Linked DNA regions of Oncorhynchus mykiss: region 1 is linked to region 2. Evidence: chromatin contacts called from public Hi-C data. All regions are on one chromosome and are shown on one strand. The core of a region is the stretch at or near the end of the contact, and the rest is flanking DNA. Distances in the headings are between cores, read along the strand shown.

Evidence for each region. A called contact is a pair of places that touch in the nucleus more often than the background predicts.
Region 1: a Hi-C map of blood shows a contact between it and region 2, with 1.8 times the contacts expected there. The contact joins the enhancer-like site here to the promoter of LOC110524072 in region 2. A contact is called at or near these places in 3 of 3 Hi-C or Micro-C datasets (blood and liver).

Annotation. Positions count from the first base shown.
Region 1 is chr5:55,265,193-55,272,837 of USDA_OmykA_1.1, reverse strand. LOC110522973 (inaD-like protein) reads left to right here. Exons shown (of 47, transcript XM_036977877.1): 47 at 1,021-4,392. The coding sequence ends at 1,167. LOC110524076 (PDZK1-interacting protein 1) reads right to left here. Exons shown (of 5, transcript XM_036977879.1): 4 at 4,830-4,919; 5 at 4,478-4,674. The coding sequence ends at 4,602. Among protein-coding and RNA genes, the nearest start is that of LOC110524076, 11 kb to the right of the region's middle. Within about 2 kb of position 1,372, at least 1 of the 11 cell types and tissues checked has an H3K27ac peak or open chromatin away from gene starts, as enhancers often do.
Region 2 is chr5:55,234,450-55,241,514 of USDA_OmykA_1.1, reverse strand. It overlaps LOC110524072 (FYVE and coiled-coil domain-containing protein 1), which reads left to right and starts at 4,943. Exons shown (of 18, transcript XM_021603386.2): 1 at 4,943-5,053. It overlaps LOC110524073 (chemokine XC receptor 1), which reads right to left and starts at 3,648. Exons shown (of 2, transcript XM_021603387.2): 1 at 3,567-3,648; 2 at 1,854-3,268. The coding sequence starts at 3,254. The coding sequence ends at 2,241.

The sequences.
Region 1 (7,645 bases), core at 123-2,622, 35 kb before region 2:
ATGAGAGAACCCCTCTCTGACCATTTTACTCGCCCTAGCAGAGCTGGTTAGGCGGTTTACATGTTATCTAGAGCGTTAGTGACTAACGAATGCTGGCAATAATTTTTTTCTCCAACGTTTACTGACACCAGTCATATTCCGCGCGTAAATTCATCAGATATTCTGCGCTCTGGCACACTCCAATGAGAGTGCTCTGAAATTAGAGTCGATAGCCAGAGTGAATTTACAAACGCAAAGATATGCTAACTTGGATAACAGTCGTTCAAGTTCAGCATAGCTAGTGAGCAAAGGGATTCACATTTCTTGGTAGCTAACCAAATGAAACCTGCATCACTAGCTGTAACCACCGAAAAACAATATGATTTAAATGTATTTTTTACAAAAACCTGTCACTCACTCACCCGCTCCTCCAATGACATGACATCCTCCCAGCAGCTAACTAGGCTAGATTACGTTAGGCTCCGTGTTTTTAGCTTGCTAAATAAATAGCTACGTAAATAGATACGCTAGCCTATTAGCCACGTTATGACTGGCTTGTGATCATTGCTGTTGCTAGTTTCATTGTGTTGACTTTCCCAGCCTTGGTTACATTCGTCCGTTTTTGTCCTTAATATTTAATTATTGAAACTGAAACGGTGCATCCCGAATAGTTGGGAGGCAGTAAACAATGTACCAGGCCAGCTGTGATGTTCAACCTGATAGTAATATTTGACAACCAAGAAATGTATTGGTGAATTACAGTAATCATGCATTGAACTGCATCCATCTATTCTGCCAACAATGCTTTAGTGTACGTCATGGAATGTTAGGTTCTATTTGACTTATCTTTAAAACCTATTCTGAAGTTGGTTTTGTAGCATGAACAGGGAATTTGCTGTGTTTTACTGATATTATGATTGTCTGTTTGTAGTTAAAAGGCCGTCAGTTCCAAGGATCATAAGGTTGCTTCAAAAAACATTTGTCTTATTTGTCACCACCTTTTTCCCCCACTTACTCTGTGCTCCCCTGTTCTCCCTGCAGGGGGCAGCGGCGGTGGACGGGCGTCTGAAGAGGGGTGACCAGATTCTGTCAGTAAACGGAGAGAGTCTGGAGGGGGCCACCCACGAACTGGCCGTGGCCATACTGAAGAGACAGAAGGGGGCCGTCACTCTGGAAGTCCTCTCCTAGCTCACACACACACTTATACCCCCACTGGCAAAGCGACCATTATGGGGTTGAACTGGTTTCAACTTTCCAACGTGCAAAAAACAAAAAACAAGACTCTGTTCCGTTGAGTTGGCCAACATCTGATGCCCATCTTCACCCTTATAAACAGCCCATTAACGAGAAAGGGGGCATTGGTTCTGGAAGGATTCGCTCACTAGATGGCACTGCCAAGGAGAGCCCTGCCCTGTAGAGATGTAGAGAACATGTGTGCCACACCTCGTTCAGCTGTGCCCTCAAGTGAACCATGAGAAATAAGAGGACTGTAATCTGGGGGGCTGCAGGAAGTAGTGACACCTAACTTCCTGTGTGCCATCTTAGGAGCCTCACTTTGAGGGTGCTCCAATCGCTGTGCTGACTGGATACACACCACTTCTTAATATGGCAAATGATTGGATATTATACAGCAAGGAATCACAGGGAAGCTTTACAGTCTGTGCCATTCAGCTTTTATTTGTGTGATCGCACCCGTGCTTCCTACATAGAACACTGGTAGAACAATATGAGAGGTTCAGTTGGTTGAGGTCTCTTCAACGTTAGCCTAGCGTTAGCTTAGCATCTCCCTGATCGGGAGACACTGGATAGCTGTTAGAGATGTCAGCTTAATTTGCTGCTAATGTGCAAACTGTGAGGGCGAATGGTCTCGGCAGGGAACGGGGCTGCGACACACTAGACTGGAACAGGTCATTTAGACACACACATTCTGTATATAAACACCCACACACAGTAGGCTAGTGAGTCACTGTCAGGTTGACGCACATCTTCTCATTCCTCATTGCCCGCACACGATTTAAACTCGTGGTGTCATACTCTTACGCAAAGGTAGTACATTCAACAGTCTAGTCCCCTCAAACACAACTCTGGACCTTGAAGCTAGTTCCACTGTGTTTTCTTGCATTGTTGCCCTCTAATCAGGGGTCTGATTTAGACCTGGGAGGTGGGTGAAATGTAATGATCAGGTAGAACAGAAAAGCAGCAGGCTCCAGACCTCGTAGGCTCAGAGTTGAATAACCCTGCTCTAGTCTATAAGTGTGGTCAACGAAATGAATCAATTGCGTTTATGCTGAAATAACTGGTAACCTGCCGTGTACTTCTATAACACTTCATAGCATGACACAGCACCCTCTGGAGCCATTCAAACACAGTTATCAAGGCCAACAACTACTGTCTGGTTTATCACTCTGCAGTATGTTGTGTAGTCCTGCTAAGAGCAGTAAGCTTTTGTGCGTGTCGCGAAGGAGTTTTGCCTTGCGTATGCAGATGTGAGACCGGTTATTAGTACACAGTGTTGCCAAATGATCTGAACCCCCCCCCCCCCCTTTGAATCCGAGACCGTTTAGCAAAGCGAGGAAAAATATATACACTATGCGTTTGTTAGCATTGTTGCAGCAGACAAGTTGCTATTAGCGATACAATATAATGTAGGCGAATCTCAGGACTTAAATCGGGCATTGTATCTGTTGCGGGACCTGCTTGCTTTCCCCTCGTGTGGGTTTACCTCCCTTTGTCGCTGACCCTGGAGTATCCCCGTAAGCCTATTTAAGGTCCTATGAAATGGTTTCAAACTACGTCCATGTCTTAGCTAGTCTGCGCCAAGATATTTGTGCTCTACTCCCATGGTCATTGTCGCGCCAAACAGGACTGGAACCAGGCTTTGTCTTAACTGAGCAAAGGGAGAAGGATCATCCTGATTGATGCTTTGAGTTGGACGATCCACCTCCCAGCCAATCCCGATCATTTGAACTTTGTTGGACTGGACACGTGCATTTCAATGAAGTGCCATTACTCTCTGTTTTACCTGCCTTTGTCATTGTTTTTATTTGTGTCATGCGGATGGTACTGCGTGCATGTTACCGTAAGCCTATTCATTTGTTCAGACATGTACCAACCTATACCAACGTTTTTGATAATTTGGGGCACTATCAGAAGCAATCGGTTTCTTGTTGTGAGCCGTTGTCGTCATCTATCAAGGGTGCATTCCTTAGGCATCAAATTAAAATGGACTGAAACAGGAAGGGACACTCTGAACTTAATAAATGCTTGTTTTTGTTTTGCGTAGCAAGACATTTTGCCACGGTGTGCACTAATGAATACAAACCATGTGTGGCTGTAGCTCCACACTGTTCTGTCCAGCTGCGAGAGGAGCTCACCACGTCCAACAATTACAGGATATCCTTTCTCCCTCGGCTGGAGCCTGTCGTCTGTTTCCCGTGTCGCTGCAACCCCTCCACGCTCACGGGAAGTGACAACAACTCCAAGACACTTTCAGCCCCCCCCCCCACAGTTGTATTCATTAGGTCCCAAACGGGAGAAAGCAGACTGAAAAAAGGAGGGACTACCTGAATTTGCCCAATACAAAAACACTTGCAAACCATTTAGCTACGTTGTGCCATAATGAATATGACCCCGGTTAACACTAAGGAAAACCCTGCATATTAACTCTCGCGTCGTGCCTGTCTCAGTAAAAGTGCAATCTGGTGTGCGTCCTAAATACTTGTTAGGGGTCCTAGGATTTAGGGGATGTCGGCCTATTAAGGGGACTGACTCCTGCTCTGCCGTGAGTCGCTGATGTGCCAGAGTAGATTGTTATGTGTGTGTGTGTTCATCATACATCAGTCTTATTTCTGTGAGAGACTATTTCTATAAGTCTTAATGCCCGATCCCTTTAAAGAGATTCATTTTAAACTCACTGCTACCTATTTATTTTCCTCTCTCTCATGCTGTGATCTCTCCATCTACTCTAGACTTTTAGATTTTGTCTGACTTTGTCCTATGCGTGTCAGTCGGCAATAGGCTGTGTGTTTGTGCACGTGTTCGTTGGACTAATGATGATTCCGTCACGCCCAATAGTTCCGTCTATATTGCCATTGAACTCAGCGCTCGTCCGAAGCGCCACAGAAAACGTCTTTCTTCACGTCATTGATCGATGGAAACGCATTTTCAAATCCAAAGAAACAATCCACCCTTCCTATATATCGATGTGTGACAAACTCTGCTGTAATGACGTGTGGCTACACAGTATATCTATAGAAAAATATATTGTCTATGATCACAAATGCAAGTCTCATCTTTTGAAATGTGTTAAGCCTACTGACTGTGGTCATACACTGATGCATTTCGTGATTTCTGACTAATTGTTTGATGATGTTTTATTAAATACAAGGGGAGCACAATCATTTCCACCATGTCCTACCTCTGATCTCGAAGTGAATTTATTCCCTTGTACCACCACGTCTCATTCATACACTGATAGCAAATATTTCAGTTGCTTCCATTGTTATGAGAATTTACCTTTTTATTTTATTTTTCAGGTCTATTAAGCGTTGAATCACACTTTAGGCCCGTGTGTGTCCATGACAAACCCATACACATTGGTGTCTTGTATGGGTTCTTATCGGTCACATGGCAGTGGCTTTGTCCTCCACACTTTCAAGGGCCATGTTCTCATATGCACCCTCGTCATCTCCGTTCCTGTGGGACACACACACCTATTAGAACACAACCCCTGCTGTAATTGCACACACACCAACATTTATGTATCTTTAGGTCCCAAGTATCGTTTAGAAATGTAGACTACAAAACTACAGAAAATAAGTGTTTTAAGTGACATTGTTTGAGCATCTTACCTGACTGTATCCAGACTGGTATTATAGTTGTCTCTGTTGGTCTTGCCATAGCCAGTGGTCTCCACACACTCACATACTTTGGTCTCCAGCCTTCATGCAATTGAGAATGGTAAACGTTAAAATGCTGCCTTACATTCAGTTATAACATCTTGTCAATCTCATAGTTCGGTGCAGGTGGAAAACTAGACTCTTACTAGAGACCCCAAAACTTGTGTCCCAATACTCTAAATCTTTAGTGTGAATTACAGAGTATACCAAACATTAAGGACACCTGCTCTTTCCATGACAGACTGACCAGGTGAAAGCTATGGTCTCTTTTTTATGTCACTTGTCAAATCCACTTCAATCAGTGTAGATGAAGGGGAGGAGACAGGTTAAAGAAGTAAGGAATGGGAAAGGATGACTTTAAACCCAACAAGGACAACAAGAATTAGGACATAGATAAACAAATGCAAAACCAACCGAGGGAGGAAGAGGAATGATTTCTGGAGGATAGTTCAGGCCTTGATAGGTAAACAAACATTCAGATAAACAAGCAAGCAACATCACACTTGGAAAGGAGGTGGTAGAATTCTGAACACTGAGTCTTAATTTAGGTGTAATGTATTTAATAGAAAAATGCATTTATCTATAGGTACATTATTTCAATCGGTGCTTTCAGCAAGAGGCTCACGCACATCATTTTAGAGCAGAGTGCGTTGTTTAAAGAGGTCACCGTGAAGACGGATGCATTCTCTTGGCAGTGTTTCAGATACCTTGCCATCTCGTAACCTGAAAATGTTACAAGTGAGTCAGGAACAAATGTATTCAAAAATAAATTGCTAAGAGACTCCCCAGAGACTCTGAGGGCAGACATCATCCTAAAAGCAAACATGGAAATGGAAGGAGACCTTCTGTTCTACACGGATCATCCTAATGCTTGGCACACAGCTCTCCACAAGACCAACAATGAACTTAAAATGTCAGAAAACAGAAGAATGAGGCAACTGTACAGTTGATTCCACACCCAAATTTAGTTCATATTTATAATAACGGCACTGTGATGGCTCAAGGTTCGGAGGCCAATCTGGATCGATTTGTCCCCTACTTCGACCAAATAAAACCTCTTAAAACCTTCTCCACTGTCACTACCTACAACAGCCTCCTCTTCCTCTGTACCCTAGTAAGTAGTCCCCAGTATTCCTCTTCCTCCCTTGCCTGCAGCAGACACAGGCCTGAGCATGCCTCTCACACGGGACACCTGCAGTACCACAGCATCTTCTAGAGATCAGCCTGGTGCACCATCATAGGGAGGAGCTCCGCTTGGTGCGCCAGCGTAGGGAGGAGATCAACCTGGTACGCCATCATAGGGAGGAGATCAGCCTGGTGCGCCAGCATAGGGAGGAGATCAGCCTGGTGCGCCAGCATAGGGAGGAGATCCAGGAGCTGCGGTGTGCAATGAATAATGTTGAGTACAACCAGGCTGTCAGGATGGAAGTGCACAGACTTAGAGGAACTGTCCAGCACAGTCAACATCAGCCATGTACACGACCTGCAGAAGGAGCTATCTGAGCTGAGGCAGGAATTTCTCAGCCACCACCATCCACTCTACAGCACAGCTCAACCAGACCAGTCCCGTCTCAGCACAGCTCAACCAGATCAGGCCCGTCTCAGCACAAATCAACAAGACCTGACCCATCACAGCTCTACCAGACCAGGCCCAACTCAACTTAACCCAGCTCTACACACCACTGACTAATACCCTAGGGTCTGGCAAAACACTGAGGGTAGTGCATCACATGATGCAGTCCACACCATGTATCATTCACATCAGCCCTCATGCTGAGAGTTTGAAGCTTTGCCAGCCACACTGCCCTCAACACCACTATCCTCAATTCCCCCCACAACCTCTATCCCATGCTAGTTTTGGTTGGGACACTCATGCCCCACGTGGCAGCCCCAACCCTGCAACAGGAGCCACACCAAGGCCTCCTGTGCACACCCAGAATGGAGCATTGGCAGCCACTCCGATCCCCTGCAGCAGCTCCACTCCTTTGGCGGGAGCTTCATCCGGGTGGACTGAGCTCTGCCAGTACTGCTCTTCCAGTTCCCGTCTCAGCCCCTTGCATCCAGCGACTTGCGAGAGTTCTGTAAAATGCTCAGTCTTCTCTGCTCTCACGCGGTTGGCCAGGGACCTTGGCAAAATCTCAGCTCACTCAACATAATCAATCAAATGCTCTTCTCTCTGCCAGCTTCTAGCTGACTCAACGGTTAACTCATCAGCTTCTAGTGAGTCTTTGTTTTCATTTCAACAATTTACTATCTATTAAGTGCTCGATGCCTTAAGATTGATGTGTAAAAAATAAAAATCCACTAGGGCTGATATGCTTGATCCATTTTTGCTGCAGCTCTCTGCCCCCCGATTGCTGAATCATTAACCCATATTTTTAACCAGACAGTTATTTCAGGTACTAGCCTCAAGGTTTGGAAGGCAGCCCATGTAAGAATCCCTAATTCATTCTCAGATAAGGTCTTCTCTTTGGAATGTATTCCAAATGTACATCAGTCAGGTTTTAAACCAGGTCATAGCAAAATCTCTGTTGCATCCCTAGTTATAAATTACGTGGTTAACAGTATGGATAAAAGGCAACATTGTGCTTCGCTCTACATTGGCCTGTCAAAGGCTTTCGATACCGTTTATCACTCACTGCTAATTCTGAGGCTTTTCTCAATTGATCTGGACCAGGCTGCATGTAACTGGTTTAAAAATGACTTGACCGATAGAACTCAATGTGTATCTACTGGTGGTGTTAGATCAGGTTTCCTGCATATTACAA
Region 2 (7,065 bases), core at 3,694-6,193:
CTGCTGGTAATTTGCTGTCATCACAAGAAAATATCTATTCTGCATTCACATAGGATTGATGTATATTTTTCCTTTTGTTTTGGCCCAAACAGGCCCATTTTTAACACATTATTGTGCGCACATGCCTTTTATACCTCCCATGTGATGAGTGGTAGTAATGGTGTGCGGATGTGGTTGGGCGCCTATTTTAATAAACCCATTGAACATACACCATCAAAAATAAATCCATTATTAATTCATTTTAGGCAGGTCCTAAGAAACATAAGAGGAATAAAAAAAAAATCAAAAGAATAGAATGCCATATTTTGAGTTGAATTAGGTTACTTCCAAGTGAATTAAATCGTTCATTATTTGTGTTCTTTAAACAGACACACCTACCCCGATCACAGTCAACACACATATTTTGTAGTAAGAATATAATGGAATATAACAGAATAAAATACAACATTTTCCACACACAATTTGTGTCACGGGAAAGTGTGGAACCCCTGTCATAAAAAAAGGTGATATTTTGAAACAGAGCCCAAGCCCACGTTTCATCTCTTTCCTACCCTCACTCCACTTTGTTAGGGAGCGGGCGTTAGGATCATGCATTGTGAGAGTATGTTCATCATGATCCCTATACAAAATAATAGCAATCCTATTTTTAAAATCATGCAAGTCTCTTGATCATATTTCATAACCTCCTCGTGCTTTTGGAGTTGCCTATACGCGATCAAGCAAAAATATTTGGCCTACGCTTGATTTGGGCTTCATTATTGCATGCTAAATGTTTCTGATCAGTGGTTGCAACCTGGTCTAAGAGCATTTCGTATTATTATGTATGTAAATCTGAGATGAGCTATTTAGTATGATATGTTACATTTGGTATGGTTACACAAGACAGATGGTTATTTAACCCTTTAATCTAACTCCTGAACTCAACCCCAACACCTAGCCTAGATTTCATTAGGCTACCTATCCCCCTTGCCACACACACACACACACACACACTTTAAAAGAGTGGAATAGTGCTCCTGTTTTAAAGACTTCTAGACCAAGTTCATATGTTGGCCACAGTTTTAATCTCTCACTATCTTTTCCTACTCCTAGTTTGTCGCTCTCCCCACATCTCCAAAAGCATAATAACAGCCATAAGAGGCATCTCTTCCTCCCTTATCATCGCTTATGTCCAACCACCCTGATCACGCCCAATCTCTAGACTCGGAGGCTGAGCAGCGCTGGACTTGGTTAGTAGGCTATTTGGATGGGAGCCCGGCTTGGTATATAATATATATCAGGGTGCATATTCATATAGTAGATGCTGATCCAGGACCAGTTTTTCCTTTTAGATCATAATTAATAATTACATGGGGGGGGGGGGGGCTGAACCTGGGTCAGTATCGTTGGCATCTTAACTGACTTTCCTAGTTAAATAAAGGTGAAATAAAAAATAAATAACATTTAAAAAGCATTCTGAGACGCTTCATGAATATGGGCCCGGATGCTGTGAACCCCTCAAGCTCAGCTCTGGACGTCGAAGCCAGTGCCCCTGTATTTTTGTATTGTTCACCTCTAATCAGGGATTCAGACCAGGGACACCAGATGTGTGCAATGTAGTGATCAGGTAGAACAAAAAAACAGCAGGCTCTGAACCTCATAGGGAAAATAATTGAGGACTCTGCTGTAAACCTTTTTATTGTTTCTTTCCCCAGCAGAGGGCAGTGGAACCCTAGCTGAAGCTATGAAAAAGTCCCATTATGCAGTGCTAAAGTGGTAAAGTTACTGCAGGGAGCCTATCCCCCCCCCCCCCCCCCCCCCCCCCCCCCCCCCCCCCCCCCCCCCCCCCCCCCCCCCCCCCCCCCCCCCCCCCACACACACACACACACCACTTGATCTACTCTACATCCCCATATTTAAAGACGTAATTAGGAATTTGTCCTCCTCTGTATCTATCCTAATATCCACTGTAGTACACACACTGTAAAAAGGGTTCAGATCAATAATAACTATTTGAAAAGTACTTTTGATACGTTATACAAATACATCAGGCAAAGTATTTTAACCCTTGTTAAAATACCAATAGTGGGACTAACAATAGAATGAAAAGAACAAGACAAAATGACAATGATAATAAGTAATGGAAATAAAATATTAAAAAGTAACATTCTAAATGTATTGAAAAAGCAAAGAGGTTCATTTTACAATTGATCATGGTTGGACTGCTCAGTCCATGGTGCTCTGAAACTTCAAGAGCCAGACTAATACATGGATCCCCTTGAGGGAACATGAGTCGCTTCCATCGGTTGTGAATCTACGGTGCTTCGGTGACTGCAAAGTCTCTGCAGAATAACCTTCAAGTGATTTCTGAACTTGATCCCAACAAATGCGTAGAAGACAGGGTTGAGACAGCAGTGGGAGAAAGCAATGAGTCGACACACGTAGAACCCATAGTCGAGCTTCATGCTGACCTCACAATCGTTGAAAGGTGCTACGGAGTAGTCGGTCAACAACCTCAGAAATATAACCACGTTGTAAGGTGCCCAGCCAAGGAAAAATACTGCCACGATACTAAAGATCAGTTTCACGGTTCGATTCCTCATGTGTGACCTTGACTTGAAGATTGCCTCCAATATTCTTACGTAGCAGAAACCCATAACTGCAAAAGCAGCCGAGAAGAAGACGTTCTGTTGGTATGTGCTCACTTTCCTCCACATTGGAACGCTGTATTCACAATGCAAATGTTTTTTTCCCTCGTGGGGATTCTCTTGGACAGAGCTGAAAATCAAAGCGGGGACGGCCAAACCAAAACTGATCGCCCAGATGATGAGAGAGACGGTGACCCCGTAGCAGCCCCTCCGGGAGCCGTGGTCGGACAGAGGATGCACCACGGCCAGGTAGCGGTGGATCGTCATGATGGTCAGGAACAAAACGCTGCTGTAGAAGCCTGCGTAGAAGACAAAGGTCACAGTCTTGCAGAGGAACCAGCCAAAGGTCCAGCCCCAGATGTGGTAGGCTGCCCAGAAGGGCAGACCAAAGGTGAACACCAAGTCAGATAGGGCCAAGTTGAGAATGAAGATGTTGGTGAGAGACTTGAGGTTCTCGTACTTGGCCAGGATGGCCAGGACCAGGATGTTGCCCGCTAGACTCAGGATGGTCACCACAGAGAAGAAGGCAGGGGTGGCGATGGAGCCAAACTTGACAACATCTTCCTTGTTACAGACCTCATCTATATAGTTGTCATCATAAGTGATGTTTGTATCGTAATATCCCATGGTCAGGTTGGAAGCTGGAAAAGAAAAATGCTAATTATAATTATCAATGACTTCTTCATGCGTGTCCCTCTTTTAAAAACTGCAACACAAATCTCAAAATGACTTAACAATTTGCCTACAACTACAATTACAGAAATGTTAAAAAAAAGGTATACAAAAATGAATGAGGAAGAAGTCATGGAAACATCTGAAACTGAAACAATTAAAATGTAACAACAGTCTTTTGGTATTGATCTATATCTTGGTTTGGCTAAAACTCTAGTCAAGTTTGAAGGATTAGGCTCAATAAATTATTTACAAGATCAAACTTACCTGTTGTGTCTGTTCTTTCAGTTTAGCTTGATGGCCTCACGTTCCCATGTGCACAATGATACGAGGACCGTTGAGGTGTGATGTCGCTAAGGTAACAAAATAATCAGGTTTCTATTCCTCCTAGTTTGTTCCGGTGTACCTTTTTTGTGGCAAACATGAAATATCCTACAGTCATAATTGCACTGCCGAAGGTATTTCCATTCTACGTAGGCGTGCAGTACATGAAAAACAAAAATATTTTTCATCTGTGGTTTAACTCAACAGGTTTACAACCAACCGATAAAGTAACTGTGCCATCAAAAGAAGTGCAGTAGGCTAGCTGTACAAATACAATATCTAGTTGAAATATGTGTACTGTATCGTGTAGCATGTTACAATTGTATAAATAGGCTATCATCTGCTTTTAATGTTTTATAAAACAAACTTTCCTTTTTTAAATTGTTTTTTTTAGATAAAACACTTTCTTGTTCTTATTTTCTTTTTCTTCTTCTTCACTAAAGCTTATTTATTTTCTTACAAATCCTGCCTATATGACTGTGGGACAGTCCTGACAAATAAACCAGACATTCAAATCAAATCTAAATTTATTTGTCACATACACATGGTTAGCAGATGTTAATGCGAGTGTAGCGAAATGCTTGTGCTTCTAGTTCTGACCATGCATTAATATCTAACAAGTAATCTAACCTAACAATTTCACAACAACTACCTTATACACACAAGTGTAAAGGAATGAATAAGAATATGTACATAAAAATATATGAATGAGTGATGGCCGAATGGCATAGGCAAGATGCAGTAGATGGAGTAGAGTATATACATATGAGATGAGTAATGTAGGGTATGTAAACATATGAAGTGGCATTGTTTAAAGTGGCTAGTGATACATTTATTACATACATTTTTCCATTATTAAGGTGGCTAGAGTTGAGACAGTATGTTGGCAGCAGTCAACATACTGGCAGCAGAGGATGCCGTCTGTGTAATATTCATATGTGTAAACATACATTTTCTACAAAGTGTGCAAAACAAGACAGTCTGGGCCTGCAGCCTTGTGAAGGTTAACACGTTTAAATGTTTTACTCATGTTGGCTGCAGTGAAGGAGAGCCAGCAGGTTTTGTTAGCGGGCCGTGTCAGTGACACTGTATTGTCCTCGAAGCGAGCAAATAAGTTATTTAGTCTGTCTGGGAGCAAGACATCGTGGTCCGCGACGGGGCTGGTTTTTCTTTTGTCGTCCGTGATTGACTGTAGACCCTGCCACATACCTCTCGTGTCTGAGCCGTCTAATTCCTACTGTAGTCACATGATTTTACTGTTTAACTTGCAATACTCTACAACCAAACTATAGCCTACATAACGAACCCTCTGTCCTGGTCCTGTTTCTCGCATTGTAAGTGGTTTAGCTACTTGTCAATCCAGTTATTGTTTCCGCCCCACATAGCAAGGTTGCGTACTTTCTGGATTTTCATGGATCGCCAAGTTTAAAGTACGTTTCTCTCTTAAATAATCAATGTCTATTTGTTGATATGAATATCAATGTGTCTTATGCAACTTCACTTCTAATGACAACTGATTTGGGGCTATATGCATACCAAGCACACTACACTCACGCGCGGTCACTTTGGATATCGATAATAACAACATTAGTTATCCTCTCTGAGTGGAACATATTTTTATCCTCATGGCTGAAACAAAATTGTGGCCATCGCAAACTGTTGCATAAGGACGGGGAACATCGAAAGGCGAAAACATTGTGCTTTCAGTAGACCTTTAAACATGTACTTATCACTGAAAGTAGGTTATTTCGCACACGAAATCCCATCAAACACGAGAGACATGATCAATCGATTGCAGTAGCGTGTGCGAGACAAACAAATGCCGCGTTCACCTACTAGTCGGAACTAGGAAACTGAAATGTCCGACTTGCTAACTGGATGTTGTTATATTTGTGCTGCGTTCAACTATTTATCAAATTGGAAATGGCGTGTTTCCTAGTTCAGATTAGCGCTTGTCCTCGGCAAAGGCTCAACTCTGACTGTTGCTCCGACTGGGCATGTGTCAACATGGTGTATTTTATTGATACGTAGCCAGATTAGCACGTGGTCCTGTTTGAGACAAATGCAGTAGTCAGAATGGATCACTATTTAATAAAATATCTCGATTTGTAGCGAACTTCAAAATACTTCACCCTGGGGATCGAACTTGATCATAATAAACTAATTTTTAGAGCCCAGAATTATTTCTGGGACGTTCTGGCGATCGGAATTGAAATAGGCTTTTTTGGGCATACCAGTGTTGTTGGCACCGCTAGTTTGCTACGCAGTAGCCGACCAGTTTAGCTCGTGACTTGATCCAGACCGGACAAGGGGCCTGCGCCCTATCCTTAACTCTTCAAATAAAATGAAATGTTATTTGTCACATGCTTCGTAAACAACAGGCGTAGACTAACAGTGGAAATGCGTAGGCTACTTTTCAGTGATACATATTAAATGGAGCCCAATGCTGAGAGGAAAGAGGTGGGATAGACTGCGGGCTGTTTTTTGTTTAATTGTGTTATGTTTTTCTCTTTTCTTTTGTTTCCTTATTGAATTATGTGTACTAGTTTCATTTCTTTACATACTTACACACAACACCTCACGTATGCACTCTAAACAGCCTACAGCTTAGATACTACATCAAATAACATGTAGTCTATTACACTCATCCATGCTATCCTAAATGCATACACCCATGCTATCCTAAATGCATACACCCATGCAAAATCATGTGCACAAGTCTGTGTGTGTGCTTGTGTATGTGTAAACGCACACAAAAGCAGGTTTTTAGAACATTTTGTAAATGTATTAAAAATCCAAAACGTTATGATATTTACATGAGTGTTCAGATCCTTTTTCTTAGTACTTTGTTGAAGCACCTTTGGTAGCGATTACAGCCTTGGGTCTTCTTGGGTATTTTTATTTATTTTATATTTAACTAGGCAAGTCAGTTTAAGAACAAATTCGTATTTACAATGACGGCCTAGGAACAGTGGGTTAACTGCCTTGTTCAGGGGCAGAACAACAGATTTTTTTTTTATCTTGTCAGCTCAGCGATTCAATCTAGCAACCTTTCAGTTACTGGCCCAACTCTCTAACCACTAGGCTACCTGCCGCTACAAGTTTAGCACACCTGTATTTGGGGGAGTTTCTCCCATTCTTCTCTGCAGATGGGGAGCATCGCTGCACAGCTGTTTAGGTTTCGCCAGAGATGTTCGATTGGGTTCCGGGCTCCGGCTGGCCCACTCAAGGACATTCAGAGACTTGTCCTGAAGCCACTTCTGCGTTGTCTTGGCTGTGTGCTTAGGGTTGTTGTCCTGTTGGAAGGTGAACCTTCGCCCCTGTCTGAGGTCCTGAGCGCTCTGGAGCAGGTTTTCATTAAGGATCTCTCTGTACTTTGCTCCGTTCATCTTTCCCTCGATCTCCCAGTCCCTGCCGCTGAAAAACACCCCCACAGCCTGAT